Linked DNA regions of Hordeum vulgare: region 1 is linked to region 2. Evidence: chromatin contacts called from public Hi-C data. All regions are on one chromosome and are shown on one strand. The core of a region is the stretch at or near the end of the contact, and the rest is flanking DNA. Distances in the headings are between cores, read along the strand shown.

Region 1 (4,639 bases), core at 70-2,569, 54 kb after region 2:
GAGTCTCACCCGTGAACGCATCTCCCACGCTCTAACCTCACTGATCCCTTCACCCATATTCGAGTCTACCTCGTGCGAAAACCTCCACCCCACACCCCACTCTCCTCACGTTGCCCCGCGCTACACGAGCGCCATCATCTCGTCGGCAGCCCTTCCCATAACCCAACCTCCCTTCCGTTCCCAACCACCTCACCATGCCTCCCGTCGTGGCGACACAAGGCGTTGCGCCTCCTTCCTTCACGCGACACAAACTGATGGATCTCGCTGGCTCCGTCCTCCTCCATAGCGAGGCGCCGGACCACGCGCCTTCCTCCTCGAGACACAACCAGATAGATTCCCACCTTAGCCTTCCATTATAATTGTTGTTTTATGTGCGTGCAGCTGGTCGAGAGAAGAAAGATGTTGCATTCTTGGGTCTGAAGTTTCCTTTTTGCGGGTTACTCTGCAATGATGTGCACTATTCTCGAGTACAATGTGGTATTTTGATAAAGGATCGGAAGCCAGCGTGCTGCATTTTGCTGGTGATTTTTTTCCAGGGTAGCATGCCATGCTTCTTGCCATACTGGTGGCAGTAAGAGGTCGGTACTTGTGATGTGCATTTAAATGATGTCAAGAAGACTTGATTTGATGCATCTAACTCAATATATCAGAAAATGAATCTTGAATAGTCACATCATATGCAGATTCCTCGTGCTCTCATTCCATGTTATATATGCTTTTCTACTGAAGTTTTCATCAACTTCGCTCTGTTCATTGGTATCAAGTTAGGGAAAAAGATGACATTCTGTCTTCTTCCAATGAGCAAGGCTGATAAACAGAATGAATGTACATGGTTTTTTCTTGGGGGACGCAAGTAGAAAGTTGTTTCTATGTCTTCTTTCATGAAAAGGGTTTTTTCTTCTTTCATGAAGAGGGTGCTTAAGGAGACACAACACGTGGATACACATATTGTTGACGCACGGCCTCTAAGAATTTAGCTTTTTCTTCCATGATTTTTCAAGTTCAAAAAAATATTCACATTGGTTGTTGAAGAGGGAAGAAACGAAAGAAATAGTCAGTGTTACTACATGAATTGAAACTACATGCCATCATATTTCACATAAAATTCCAAATCAGCATCATCATTTGATCAATGTGTTTATATATCTTTTGTTAACCTGTTGCAACACACGGTCATTCAACTAGTATATATATAAACCTAAATGTTGGGGGGGGGGGGCGCGCACGCGCTATCAAGCGCGCTGGAGCGGCCGCACTCTAGCTGTCCATCTGACGTGACATCACGATACTGAGACACGTGTGGGGGAGCGAAACCGATCAAGTGGGACAGTGGGAGGGAGAGAAGATGGGTTTGTCTCGTTTCCCGGCCTCGCCGTTCCCCTTGTAGATCTCGTTCCGCACGGTGACAGGGAGAGAAAATCTTAGGGATTCAGTGCGAGCGTCGCCGACGAGAACCTGATGACAACGACGAACGACGGCGACGCAGACCGGTGAAGCCAGCACCACAACGGAGGGAGGAGGGCACCAACAAGTCGATCAGGCGTAGAGCGACTCGTGCGCGTGATGGGAGAAGAGGAGAAGGATGGGGGCCGTTGGTTGTGCGCGGCGCCGAGGTTCTCTGCTACATCTACGACCACAGGTAAGTCATGGCGCCTCGGCCTCCATAATTTCATCATCTCTAACGGCGACGAAGGGGGGGACGGAGGTGGATGTAAATCACGAAAACGGAAGCAAATCGGGTGATGGAAAATCACGAGCTGCCGTGTGCGTCCACCTGGAGCAGAGAACACAGGGATAGAGCTCCTGGGTGTGACTGGAGGAGCCATACTATGAAAAGAAAGAAAAAGGAAAAGGAAAGAAGAGTGAAAAGAACAAAAAAGGTATGCACTGAAAACAACGAAGGTGTAGCCCTGGTGGACTTCTGATGGTAAAAACAACGATGGTGGACTATTTTAAAATAGTACGTGGTATTTTAAAATGTATTTAAATATTATAAAAATACTATATGGCATTTCAAAATTTATTTAAATATTATAAAAATAGTACGTGGCATTTTAAAATATATTTAAATATTATAAAAATACTACGTTGCATTTTAAAATTTATTTAAATATTATAAAAATAGTACGTGGCATCTTAAAATATATTTAAATATTATAAAAACGGTTTGTGGAATTTTAAAATATATTTAAATATTATAAAAATAGTACGTGGCATATTAAAATATATTTAAATATTATAAAAATAGTATGTGACATTTAAATATTATAAAAATAATACGTGCCATTTTAAAATATATTTAAATATTATAAAAATAGTACGTGTCATTTCAAAATAGTACGTGCCATTTCTAAATCCATGATTATCTCTTCGAAATTCGTGAATTTGTTTCTCACTTTTCTTATTTCCGTAAATATTGTGAAGTCCGAGAGCGAGATGGGCTTGACTGGGCTGGCCCAGTCATTTTCGCGCGTGTCCCTCGCAGCGCAGCCCAATCCCGGTCAAATGAACAATTCCGATTTGTCAAACGAACCCAGGGTTTTTTTTAGATTAGGATTGCATAGTTTAGGGTGCAATCGACAAGGATTTTGAATTGAAGGTTCATTTCGCCGAACCTCTATAAATTCAGGGTTTAAAATGGATTTTTTCCGATTGAGGGGGGGTTCCTGGTGCTCGATGACGGCTGCTCATGTACCATGTTAATTAATATCGGCTTGACATTTGTTAGTTTTTTGTCAGAGTGTCATGCTGTGTGTCTTACGGTCCGCAACGGTTAGTTAGTATATGTTTTGAATTACTCTACGTACAGATAGAGCAGTAAATACAATGATGTACTACAAAGACAATAAGATCGACTCGCGGTTATATGACGCGCGTGCATGTCTAAGCGCATCCGTCACATCAGACCTAACAGGCCCGAACTAGCTCACTCTCACCTTCCTCTTTCGCTACATCCCCTCCTCTTTCCACTTCGATTTCAATCAAATTGGGACGAGATGTCAAGCTCCGGGGGCCACTCCAAGTTCAACCTCAACTAAAACGGGAAGCTTGCTATCCGCATTACCTTGGAGCGGTCCACGGTGGTCACTGGGGCGGCTTCGGATATGCACCGTCATCGCCAATGGTGGACCCAGAAATGAAATGATGGATGTGCACACCTTAAAATGTGAGGTCTATTTTAATTGGTTTGGATAGTCCTTTAAAATTAACAAATTTTTACATAGTAAAATAATGTCTCTTAAAATTCTGGGTGTACCATGGCACACCCGACACACCCCCTAGGTACGCCACTGGTCACCGCTTTTGCGTCGGTGCAGTATGGACGCCGGAGCTAGCCCCTCCCGGCCCACTCACAACTCCGTTAGGGCAGCACACTCTGCTTCGTCACTGCGTTGTCCCCTTTCCCTGTGGGCCGTTGCTCCACGCGGGTAGCATTGGGTGCTAATGCCCGCGCCGCCGGCCTGCACAACAGGCAGGGGGAGGGACGTGATAGAGTTGTCAGTGCGCCGCCGCTGCGCGTTGTTGGCGGAGCCCGACGAAGACCATCGGTCGTTTGGGTGTACCGTCAATCACTGGCAACGACGGAGACGGACGCTCACCGCCTACGATGGAAGAACCCGGAGGCGCTCCGGCTTTCCATTGAGCAGCCGGAGGGCGAGGCAAACAAGGTAGTGGAGGAGGCGGCTCGGGTCGCCAAACTGAAGCGGTAGCACGACAAGGTCGTCCGCCAGATGAAGGGGTGATCGTCCTCTTCGATTCCTCGTCCCACGACGGCGACGACCACATGTCCACCTTCGACAATGACGACCAAGATTCTTCACCGGACACGAAGGCCTGCTGGCATGCCGGTGACCGGAAGGGCAAAGGGCCGATGCGAAAGTCTTTTACGCGAAGGCATTCCTTCTCCTAGGTTTATTATTGTTTTCAGTTGTTGAAGTTAGGAACTTGTTCAGCGACGGACTCCAACAATATTTTTTATGATGTACAGTTTGTTCATGTGCATTTGATTGTTCTTTGATGCTGAATTCATAGTGTGTTGTATGATAACATAGAATAACTCATCACGTTACATATGTATAATATAGATATATGGTGTCAGATACAAGGTATTTTTATTTGAATAGGAAAATTTAAGCCGTGTTCAATCAATGTTCATGAACATGTGTACACGTCCGCCAAAGTTTGATGGAACGGATTTAGAAAGTCCGGCTGTAAAAGCGGAGGAGCGGCCGAGAGCTGGAGACCAATGCCGCCAGGCGATTGCACACCGCCACACAACTCAAGACACGGAAGCCGTGTCCGGCTACAGCACGGATCCTTCCGTCGGTAACGCAAAAGCAAAGAGGCGCCATATAGTTCCCGAACGACCTACCAAACACAGAAAAAAGCACTGCATATCGATCAAAACTCTCGTCATTATTCCTCAACACCATGGCCCAAGGCGAATGCAGTTGCTCGTGGCCGTCGTTCATGAAGTTCGTCGGGGTCGTGGTGCTGTTATTCGGTGGCACCGGAGCTCTACTATATCCTCTTCTGTGGCCAATGGTGTCGTCACGAAGCCCCGAGTACACGGTGGCCATCACCAGCGTCGACGGCCTGGATCTCCGCAGCGGCCGGCCGGCGCTCAGCCCGGTGTTCG
Region 2 (4,855 bases), core at 1,754-4,253:
AGATTTGAGTCGTCAATGCTCACTAAAGTCCTTTTATCATTTGGTTCAGACATGATATTTTCAATCACGGACCAATCATCGCCGGTGCAGGCGTAATCTATCATGATGGAAGTAATAACATTTATTAATAATGAGGAAAACAAATGTAGCAAAACCAGGGCATAGAAAGATTTGTCCGTGCCTTCTGGAGCCACCACGTAGTCTTGTGCCTTCTTAGGTTTGTTATGCAGTCGGATAGGCTTCCATGTTTGCGCGGGCGTTGGCAGCTTGTCCCCTATAATTTCTGCCCCTTCCCTGCCGGACGTTTGTTCTAATTCTTCATCCCCATATGCCTCCATTTGTTTACTTGTTTAGTTGTTTGTTAATTCCTGAGAGCAACATTACAAAGAATCATCTGTATGCAAGATATAATAGAATTAGAATTAGAACAGTTTGGGACATAGTTGGAATTGAAAAGATACCTCTGTCCCTTTGGAGAGTTCAGAATCAGTGGACTGCGTGCTCTTATTTTCCTCCAATTCATCTTTGCCGGCTATTCCATTTGAATCTGCCAGCTTATCCCCTATAGTTTATGCCCCTTCGGTGCCCCATGTCTGTTCTAATTCCTCGTCCTGAACTTGATGCATTTGTTCACTTGTTTTCTTGAAGGTTAATTCCTAAGAAAAGTTGACTTTCGCATTAGAACTATTTATTTAGGACATAGTTGAAAAAGAAAAGATGACTTTGCCACCTCGGAATGAGTGGACTGTGTGCTCTTCTTTTTCTCCTCTTCATCTTTGTCGGCTCGTACATTTGAATCTGCCAAGTTGTCCCCTATAGTTTCCCCCCCTTCGGTGTCGAACATTTGTGCTAATTCATTGTCTTGAGTAGGCTGCATTTGTTCACTTGTTCCCTTCCTTGTTAATTCCTGAGAGCAACATTACAAAGAGTAATCCCTATGCAGAGTATAATATAATTAGATTAGAACTATTTGGGATACTTTGAAAAGAAAGCATGCCTGTGTCACTTCGCAATCAGTGGCATGCGTGCTATTCTTTTTCTCTACTTCATCTTTGTCATTTATTCCACTTGATTCTTCCTTGATTAGTAACTGAAACACACAATAATATAATATTATACAGTATGTAGTCCATATAAAAGAGAGAATATTATGAAGGTGAGTAAATAGTTGTATATTTGATATCATAGCACAAATTACATATTGTTTTGTCCCGCTAGGATAACAATAATAATGACATGTGAAAATATAATAATGACCTCATTAATATGTATGTTTTCTGTATCATCCATGATGGCTTGTTGTTCTATTGTCTTTGATGACTCGGGGTTCACATCCTCGTCTTTCGTTATCATGCCTTCAATCTGCATATTTTCCGCATGCTTGTCCTTGCCTTCCTCGTCCATGTTTTCCTGAAAACCAAAGCATATATTAGTATTAGCTAAGCTGGAAAGATTCAACTCTTTGCTAGACTTGCCGGACTACATTTGGATAGCTATGTATTGTCTCATTTTCCAACTAATGACAAGTATATCACTGAATGTAGCATATCAAAATCTAGTTTTTTGCTTTGATAAAGGATGGATTTTATTGCCTCAAACTAGAGCATCAAGAGTACACAAATACAATGATCACACGTCCAGCCTCTCCGTAGCTAAGATACACACAACCAACATCAACGCACGCACACACAAAATACAACAGCAAATAGCAAAATCATATAAGATCAAAGCTATGCGTAAGCGAGGAAAAAAACAAAATGCTTATTTACACGGTTAGATGGTCTGAAATGAAGTGGTGACGGATGTCAATGCGTGAAGTTCAGGATTGTGAAATATTTTGATCGCACCCTCACCATCACCTTGGAATACAATGTTGTTAAGAGATGAACCATAGTCTCCATGAGTTTGCCTCATCCATATGAGTTTTTTAAGCACAACAATAAGTGGCTGAAATGTACTTGTATCCAGTGTCGGATAGGGAGACGGAGTTTGCCTTCTGAAAAGAGACCAAAGATGTCCAAGGACTTTACAAGTGTTGTTACAGAATCGGGTGCTGGGACAAGGTGCTTCTCTGCAAGGCCAAGATTGGAAGGGGTTCATCTCCTCCGTATCTTCTCATGGAGTCCATTAGTGACACGGCTGCGAACATATAGTTTAGAGGGTTCATTTTTTAGATTTACTATTTTACATTTAAATATGAAATAGTTATCTCACATCTAAATCTTTAACTATTGAATCTTTCATGTCTTTAATATTCGCACACACGTGATCTCGTGCTTGGGGAGCTCCTATTCCACGCGTTCAGCGTCGCGGAAGCCAACCGGCGCCTGCTGGAACGGCAAGTGGGCCGGCCCATGTGACTCGCCCCGCCTGATCGATCGCTAGCTCGCACGACAGCTGTTTTGTACTGTCGCAGTTGACCAATTGACTGGTCAACCGTTGACTTTAATAATAAAGAAGAAGAAAAAAATCATAAAAATGAAAAAAGTTCATCGATTTTAGAAAAATTTCATCCAATTTGAAAAGAGTTCACCGAATTTGGAAAAAAAGTTCATCAATTTTAAAAAAATTCATCGAATTTGAAAAATAATAATCGATTTTAAAAAATGTTCATCGAATATGAAAAGAAGTTCATCGATTTGGAAAACAATTCATAAAATGTTAAAAAAGATCATTAAACTGAAAAAAACTTCAAGAATTTTAGAAAAATAATCCACGCATTTAAGAAAATAAATAAAAAACAAAAACTCAAATAAAACATCAAAAAAAGTAGCGGACAGGAAGAAACAGAAAAAAGAGAATTAAATGGACGAAAGGAAAAACTTAGTCACATATATCGTGATGGCCTAGTGGTTACTGTGGTCTCAGCCAAGCATTAGGTCTTGTATTCTATCCCGCAGCGTAGCATATTTATTAACACAGAAAATCGAAGCCAACTAGGCCGGCCCATGCGTTAAACGGGGGTGCGTTTTGCAGGCGCCTGTCCTTTGCTCTAAATAGGTAATTCCTCGTGCTTGTCCTTTGTTGCGTTGTCTCGTCATAGAGATGGGCTTCTTTGTTACGTGAGCTATCTTTTATTTTTCCTCTTTGTTTGTTGCATTTACCAGCGATTTCTTTTGCAACAAAATGCATGTGTAGTGTTGTGGATACGTGATAGGCTTTTCTTCCTTTTAGAGCGAAGTGTAGGTGTCAGCCTCTTTTATATGCTTCTCATGTTCCAGCTTTTGGCTAGAAGTTTGCGACTGTTTTTTTTTCTTTGCTTTTTTGATGATTTTCTTTTTCAATTTTCAATTTATTTGTTTCCTTTTCCCTTTTGTGTTTTTTGCTTTTCAATTTTTGTTTGGTTTTTGTTTCGTTTTTATTTTAATTATCTCTATTTTATTTTTGGACCCAGTTTTAAGTTCATCCGTGGCTCACAACTGACGGCTAGTCTTTTGAGTCCCAATTGCGACTCCACCTCAAACTCACAACTAAAGTTTAACTTTTTCTTATCCAGTCGCAAGTCTGTCATCGATTCACAACTCTGCCAACTTTTTTTGTCCTAGTTAATTGTCCAACCATGACTGAGAACTAAGGCCAACCTTTTTTTGTCCCAGTTGTAAGTTTACCGCCGACTCGTAATTGGGCCTAACCTTTTTTGCTGTTCCAAGTCAACACTTGACTCGCAACCAAGTCCCAAGCTTTTTTTGTCGTAGTTGCAAATGCACCCTCAACTTGTAACTAGGGCCAACATTTTCTCCTAGTTGCAAGTTCACATTAGAATGGCAACTCGGGTCCCACCTTTTTGGTGCAAGTTATAAGTCCATGCTTGACTCGCAACTAGGGGTCGATCTTTTTGTCCAAGTTGCAAGTTCATACTTGACTCGCAACTAGGGACTGACATTTTTGTCCCAGTTGCAAATCCACCATCAACTCGCAATTGGGTTTCACCTTTTTTTGCCCTAGTTGTAATCCCACCCTTCACTCGAAACTGAGGCCCGACCTTTTTTTGTCCTAGTTTCAAGTCTACACTTGAGTCGCAACCGGGGTATGACCTTTTTTCTCATTTGCAAGTCCATCCTCGACTCGTAACTAGGGCCCAATCTTTGTTTGTCCCACCTGCAATCCCACTCTCGAATCGTAACTAGCCCCCGATATTTTTTGTCATAGTTGCAAGTCCATCCTCGACTTGCAACTGGGGCTCGATCTTTTTTGTCCTAGTTGCAATCCACCCCCTACTCGCAAGTGGGCCTCGATATTTTTTTGTCATAGTTGCAAGTCCATCCTTGAGCCCAACTGGGGCCGAACATTTTTCTTCCAATTGCAAGTCAGACTCTCGACACACAATTATGAGCTGACCTTTTTTTTGTCTCAATTGCAAGTCTACTCCTCATTCACAACCAGAGACAACCTTTTTTGTCCCACTTGCAACTCCACCCTCTACTTGCAATTGGGGCCCGAGCTTTCTTAGTCCCAATAGCAAGTCCACACTTGACTCACAACTTCAATCTAACAAATTTTATGAACATTTTTTTGTACATTGCATAACATTTTTTTTAGATAATGTCATGATTTTTTTTTAAATGCAGGAAGTTTTTTTTAGAAAATTTTCACAAATATTTCTTTGCATGTTAGCAAACTTTTCTTTATTCTATACTACATTTATTAAAAACATGACAGATTTTATTTTGAAATGCATGAACATTTTGTAAATGTTAAAACACTTTTTTATTGAAACTTTATGATTAAAATAATAATACACGCAATGTATTCGTAATTTAAAAAAATGGAATTTCAAAAGTGTCCACATTTAAAAAAATTCAAGGATTCTCAGAAATTGTTCATGTTTTTTAAGTTTTGTTCAAAAAGAGTTTGT

Evidence for each region. A called contact is a pair of places that touch in the nucleus more often than the background predicts.
Region 1: a contact with region 2 is called in a Hi-C map of leaf, with 3 times the contacts expected there. The contact joins two enhancer-like sites. A contact is called at or near these places in 3 of 6 Hi-C or Micro-C datasets (leaf and seedling).

What each region holds. Positions count from the first base shown.
Region 1 is chr2H:554,531,177-554,535,815 of MorexV3_pseudomolecules_assembly, forward strand. No RefSeq gene overlaps it. Among protein-coding and RNA genes, the nearest start is that of LOC123430503, 5.8 kb to the left of the region's middle. Within about 2 kb of position 1,320, at least 3 of the 3 cell types and tissues checked have open chromatin away from gene starts, as enhancers often do. A contact at or near this core is called in leaf, where this site is marked.
Region 2 is chr2H:554,475,773-554,480,627 of MorexV3_pseudomolecules_assembly, forward strand. No RefSeq gene overlaps it. Among protein-coding and RNA genes, the nearest start is that of LOC123430502, 8.3 kb to the left of the region's middle. Within about 2 kb of position 3,004, at least 1 of the 3 cell types and tissues checked has open chromatin away from gene starts, as enhancers often do. A contact at or near this core is called in leaf, where this site is marked.